Linked DNA regions of Anser cygnoides: region 1 is linked to region 2. The links are chromatin contacts, called in public Hi-C maps. All regions are on one chromosome and are shown on one strand. Each heading gives the region's core, a stretch centred on a gene start, on an enhancer-like site or on the middle of the called end of the contact. The rest is flanking DNA. Distances are from core to core; before and after follow the strand shown.

The links. A called contact is a pair of places that touch in the nucleus more often than the background predicts.
Region 1: a Hi-C map of liver shows a contact between it and region 2, with 3 times the contacts expected there. The contact joins the promoter of SLC39A13 here to the promoter of LOC106040822 in region 2. A contact is called at or near these places in 3 of 7 Hi-C or Micro-C datasets (granulosa cells and liver).

The regions. Positions count from the first base shown.
Region 1 is chr5:12,923,286-12,926,081 of Taihu_goose_T2T_genome, forward strand. SLC39A13 (solute carrier family 39 member 13) reads left to right here and starts at 1,337. Exons shown (of 10, transcript XM_066997674.1): 1 at 1,337-1,490.
Region 2 is chr5:12,673,285-12,675,984 of Taihu_goose_T2T_genome, forward strand. It overlaps LOC106040822 (vacuolar protein sorting-associated protein 51 homolog), which reads left to right and starts at 1,271. Exons shown (of 11, transcript XM_066998054.1): 1 at 1,271-1,328; 2 at 1,331-1,491; 3 at 2,148-2,277; 4 at 2,378-2,524. The coding sequence starts at 1,286.

The DNA of each region.
Region 1 (2,796 bases), core at 87-2,586, 250 kb after region 2:
CTCGTCGCTGTTTTAACAGAATCCATCTTTACGTTTTTACACCTTTACTTTTGGACCCAGCCTGCTGGACTATGACCGAGCCATACTGATCTCCAGACTGTTGCTGAAAATTCACTACAGCTAAGAATTCAGCCACCCACTGGGAAAAAGCTCCATTTGATGCAGTGTGGTACAGCTGCCACTTGATGGCATAAGGTACTGAGTGCACGTTTCATCCGGAATTCTCCCTGTTTGGCTTGCAGTAGGGTACAAATTAAAACTCAATGCCTTGGAGTGAAATCCTGCACCACTGAAGTCAAAAGCAAACCCATTTACTTCACTGAGCCCGGGATACCGCTCTTGATTCCGATAGTCCCAGGTGCTCAGCGTGGCTTGGCTTACCCGAAGAAGTGCCTGCCTGTTTTAACTGTGATAATCACAGACACGATCTGCCAGCACACGGAACTGCGCCACTGGGGACTGATAACAGTTATTCAGGCAATAGGAAGGCGGCCGTGGAACACAGGAACGATAAAACTTACAACTTCGGAAGCAAAACTTGCTTTCAGAATTCAGCTCCCAACATAAACTTTCTGCTTCTGACTGAGAAAGATGAAACTTTTCTTAAACCGCCTTCGCAGTGCGTCCGTGTCGGATTGTATTCCCATTACATGGCTGCAGAAAGAGCAGCCCAGCCAGCGCAGGCTACTGATGGCTGACTGAATTCCAAACTCCTGCTCCGCGGCGTGACATTGGAGTGATGTAATGAGACCGGGGTGAGACTGCAGACAGGAGGAACGTCAGCATCAGCGGCGTCTCCTAGGGGAACGGGGTTTGTTCTGGAAATTGGAGTGGGAAGAGTTCTGTGTCGCAGGGGAAATGGTAAGAGATGGAACCGAAAGGTACGTTAGTATATTTTGGAAAGTGTATTGGAAACTATAGCTCTGAGCTAGTTCAGCTTGTATAAAAGTAAATCTTTGTTCTCTGCTGACCTAGTTTTTTGAGCACATGAAGTTTCTGCAAACCTCAGTAAGAACCGTGGATACTCTTCACCGTTAACAGTCAGGGTTACATTGTCAGAGCTCAGGTGTCACCCAAGCGCCATCAGGAAGGCTGTAACACATCCACCTGCTACAGAAACCTGTGTAGCGGCAGGTACTTTCAAAAGTTACTTCATCTTTTCAAAAACTTGCGGAGGGCGAGTCCTACGGAGGGCTGCCACGCTTTTACCCGTGACAACAGGGGGCTCACAGCCCCCCTAGATCCCCCCAGGCCCCTCCTCGGCAGACGGGTCCCCGCAGGAAGCGGGCCCGACGCCGGCCCCCCGGTGGCGGAGGCCGGAAGCGAGCGCGGCGCTGGCGGCGGCGCCGGGTCCGCGGCTGGTGCCGAGGAGGCCGGGACCGACGTGGCCGGCCGGGGGAGGCGGGGACTGGGGGCGGCCGGGCGGGGCAGGCGGGCGCCGTGCTGCGGCTGGATGGCAGCGGCGGCACGGGGCGCGGCGGCGGCGCACGGTAAGGGCGGGAGGCGCTGAGGGGGCCGGCGGGGGGACGGGGTTGGAGCGGGGCCGGAGGTTTGGCGGCGGGCGGGGGGGTCCGCGCCGCCATTTCGCGTGAGCCTCGCTGCGCCGGGCCCGCTGAGGGGACGGGGCGCGGAAAGTTTGCGAAGTAACTCCGGCCGCCTCGCCGCTCGGCCCCCGCGGGGAGCTGCGGCGGAGCCGGGCCCGGGGGCAGCCCCAGCCGGCTGCCAGCTTTCCTCCCGGCGAGCCGGCGGCGGGTGGGATGGGGACGGAGTCGGTGCTTCAGCTGCCTGCCGTGCCTGCGGGAGGAGGTGAGGGCAGAGCTGTGCCGGGTGCCCCATCTGCCTGCCCCGCCGTACCCCGCTGTGCTTAACCCCGCGAGCCTCCGGCTGCACGCGCTGCGATGTGCCCGGTCTGCAGAAATGAGAGGCTCCGCGTGCAGTGATTCAGTAGGAGAGGAATGGGGAAGAGGGGAAGGGTCCCCGCAGAGCGGTGGGGTCGCTGCAGGCAGGCTGTGATTTGTGACAGAGAGGACGGCGTGCCCTGGGAGCCTGCAGGCCTGCTGTGCCTCCGCCGGGGTCAGGGCTTCCAGGAGGAATTCAGAGCTCTCCACGGGGCTAATGGAGGGAGGCGGCTTGTGGAGAATTTTTTTGGCTGAAAATAATGCTTCCTCCCTGGAAAATAACTTTTTTTTTTTTTTTTTCCATGCAATACTCTTTTGCAACTCTTAAGGCCAAGCAACTGGCTTCCAGGGAAAACAGTTGTTTATAACAGTTGTTATAAAGATCTTTTTTTTCCTTCTCTCGACAACATCTGAAATGTCATTGTGTGGCAGCGAGCAATTGTGCTGAGACAGAGCTGAAGCTGTGTGGTCTGAAAAGGCAAAGCGTCCAGGAAGGGAGGCGGTGGGTCCCTGCAGGAATCTTTGTCGTGTAAATATTTTATTTTCTGTTTTCCAGTAGGTTTTTACCTTGGCATTTTGAGTTTTGACTGTTTTCTCAGGCACTGCCTGCCACAGACCAGCTCAGTGAGGTAGCGGAGGCTGTGGGAGTCTCCCAGGAGGAGGGCATGTGCTCTTCTCAGTTAGCGTTCAGTCTCCCCCTTCTTCCCACTAAGGAGTGTGTAAATGGCAGATTTTCATGTTTGTTCTTCCTGAGCTGGGAAGACCTAGCTGTTACTTCAGTTCAGAATCCCAGTCAGAGCAGACCTGACTTGAATGCTCTGCTCTGGGACCTGCTGGTGGTACTGGTGAACAGGTTCTGCTCCTGGCATGGCCAGGAGGTGTGATACCAAAGGACGTC
Region 2 (2,700 bases), core at 21-2,520:
GCTCTGCTGTCGGGTGCGAGTGGGTAGGGAAGGCCCTGAGTTCTGTCACCGCGCAGCATTGAGCTCTGATGGCTCTTTGTGGGGCTGGCATCTCTCCTCAGCCAGGAGCTCCGTAGCCTGCAGTTGAGGCATGGTCCTGGTGTAGGGTGAAAGGAGCAATGGGGATGCAAGGCCTATTGGGTTGAAGGCAAGCAGGTGAAAAGGTGCTGGCAGAACTGGCTGTCTTGCGTGCCCTTGGCATTTCAGGGTTCTTCTCTCCTCCTACTCCTGCGCTGTTTTTGTTGAGGCTTAAAGTTTACACTGACACAGAGGTTAAAATCATATTGCTGGCTGTTCATAAATGCCTTTAACAGATTCTTTATAAAGGAGTCAAATAATTTGTCTGCATCTTCAGGTAGAGCTTAGCCAGTACATTTTCATTTTTCCAGCACCAAGTGATTGTTCTCATTGCATCAGGCCAGGCAACATGTAGATGGCAGTACTTGCAGCATGCATGGGAAGAGTAGCTCTATCGGTCTTTGGTGGCATTGAAGATGTGTGTAGTGTCCATTATTTGGAGAGGGTCTAAGAGGCTACAGAAGATTGTGGTACATAGACTGAGGGTGGGAATTTGTTTCTTCCTGATCTCCTGAAATTACCGTTTCCTTGAGTGTGCTTCACCTGAAGTAGTCCCACTTATGCAAAATCCCCACGGGCTGGGGCTGGAGGGAGCTGTGGTTGCGGCACACAGTGCAGGGGTGTTTCATGGTGCTAGGGGAGGATTTGGCTTTGTCCCTCCCAGCCCCTCCGCACCGCCTCATGTTCCTAATTTACTCCTCATCTCTGATGCCCCCGTTGTCGTCCGTGATGCCCACAGGTCCTCCTGTCACCCTGCTGTCCCCAGCCCCATCTCCAGCCCCTGTTTTCACCCCAGTGTGTGTGTCCCCATCTCTGATGCCCACAGCCTTCACCTCCCGGGTCTCTCCAATCTCCCTGTCCCCGATGTTTGAGCCTGAACACGACTGACACCGTGTGCTTTATGGGCTTTATTTACTTCATTGACTGACGGCATGGGCTTTATGTGCTTTATTTCCTTTACTGACTGACACCATGGGCTTTATGTGCTTTATTTGCAGGGGGCCGACGAAGACGAGGCGATGAAGGCGGCCCCGAACGCGGCGCCGTGCGGCCCACTGCGGACGGTGCCGCGGGGGCCAGGAGGCGGTAACCATGGTGACGGCCCCGCCCGGAAGTGACGCCGGGGGCTGGGCAGGAAGTCAGGCGCTGGCACGGAAGTGGCGGCGTGATGGCGGACGGGGAGGCGGCGGGCACCGGCACCGAGACCGGGGGACCGAGACCGAGACCGGCACCGGCACCGGCTCCTCCTGGCGCCGGCCTCATGGCCCGCTCCAGCGCTACTACGGGCTGCCCGCCGCCGAGGCAGCGGAGGCCGCCCCGGACCCCATCGACATCAACGGGCCTCACTTTGACCCGGAAGTTTTCCTCGCTAAGGTGACCTTTGACCCCACCGTGACGCGCACCCCCACCCCGGGGACCCCCTGAGGTTTGGGTGCCCGCCTGTGGGGACCCCAAAGGGTTCCTGTGGGGATCCCAAAGGGTTCCTGTGGGGATCCCGCAGCCATCGCCCTTCGGGGGGCAAGGGGTGCCGTGCAATCCGTACCCCTGCCCCCAGAGCCCTGTGGGGACCCCATAAACCCCTCCGCCAGGCTTTGCTGGATCCCTGAGAGACCTTCCGACCCCCTTCAGATCCCCAAAAAGGGGTTCTCTGGGTACCCTATAGATCTCCCCCCATAGGTGCTCCTTGGGGTCCTGTATGTCCCCTGTGTAGGGGCGATACGGGGCTGTTGGGGACCGTTGTGGATCCCAGCAGGGCCCTGGCATGCAGCTGGAAGCTCTTGGGGTTCCTTTTCCCAAGACCAGGGTGCCATTTAGGTGGTTGTGTGGCAGGCAGGGCTCCCTGAGCAGCACATCGGGCTGGGGGGGGACAGCTGGAGGGCTCTACGATGCAATTAGGGGAGCAGCTGAGGAGCACAGAACCACCATGGAGGGCATGTAGGGGTCTGGGAGGGAGTTGTTCCGGCTCCGGGAGAGTTGTTGGGGTGCAGTGGGGCCAGTGTGCAGTTGTATCATGATTGCCCCCCTTCCAGGTGCGCAGTGAGTGCCCCCTGGGGCAGTTGTTGGCCCGCGAAGCTGCGCTGGGGCGGGAGATCCGCGCTCTCGACAGCGACATGCAGACGCTGCTCTACGAGAACTATAACAAGTTCATTTCTGCCACAGGTGGGCTCTCAGGGGGGACACAGGTATTTGGAGGGGGGGGGGACTAGAGGGATCCCAAGTGGCTCAGGGACCCATGGGTCTTGTTTTTTCCCCCCCGCAGACACTATCCGAAAGATGAAGGTCGATTTCCGGCGCATGGAGGCAGAGATGGACGACTTGGCTGCCAACATGGCAGCCATCAGCACCTCCAGTGCCCGTGTCAGCGCGGCGCTGCAGGACCGTCACCGCCGTGGTGCCCAGCTGGCTGGTACGGGGAGGGAGGGATGGAGCCCAGGAGGGCAGATCTATGGAGTTTGAGGACAGATCGTGGGGCTGGGGGACTCGGGGAGGGAAGATCGTGGGGCTGGAGGACTCGGGGAGGGAAGATCGTGGGGTTGGGGGTCAGATCTGGGGTTTGGGGGGACAGATTCTTGGGTTTGGAGG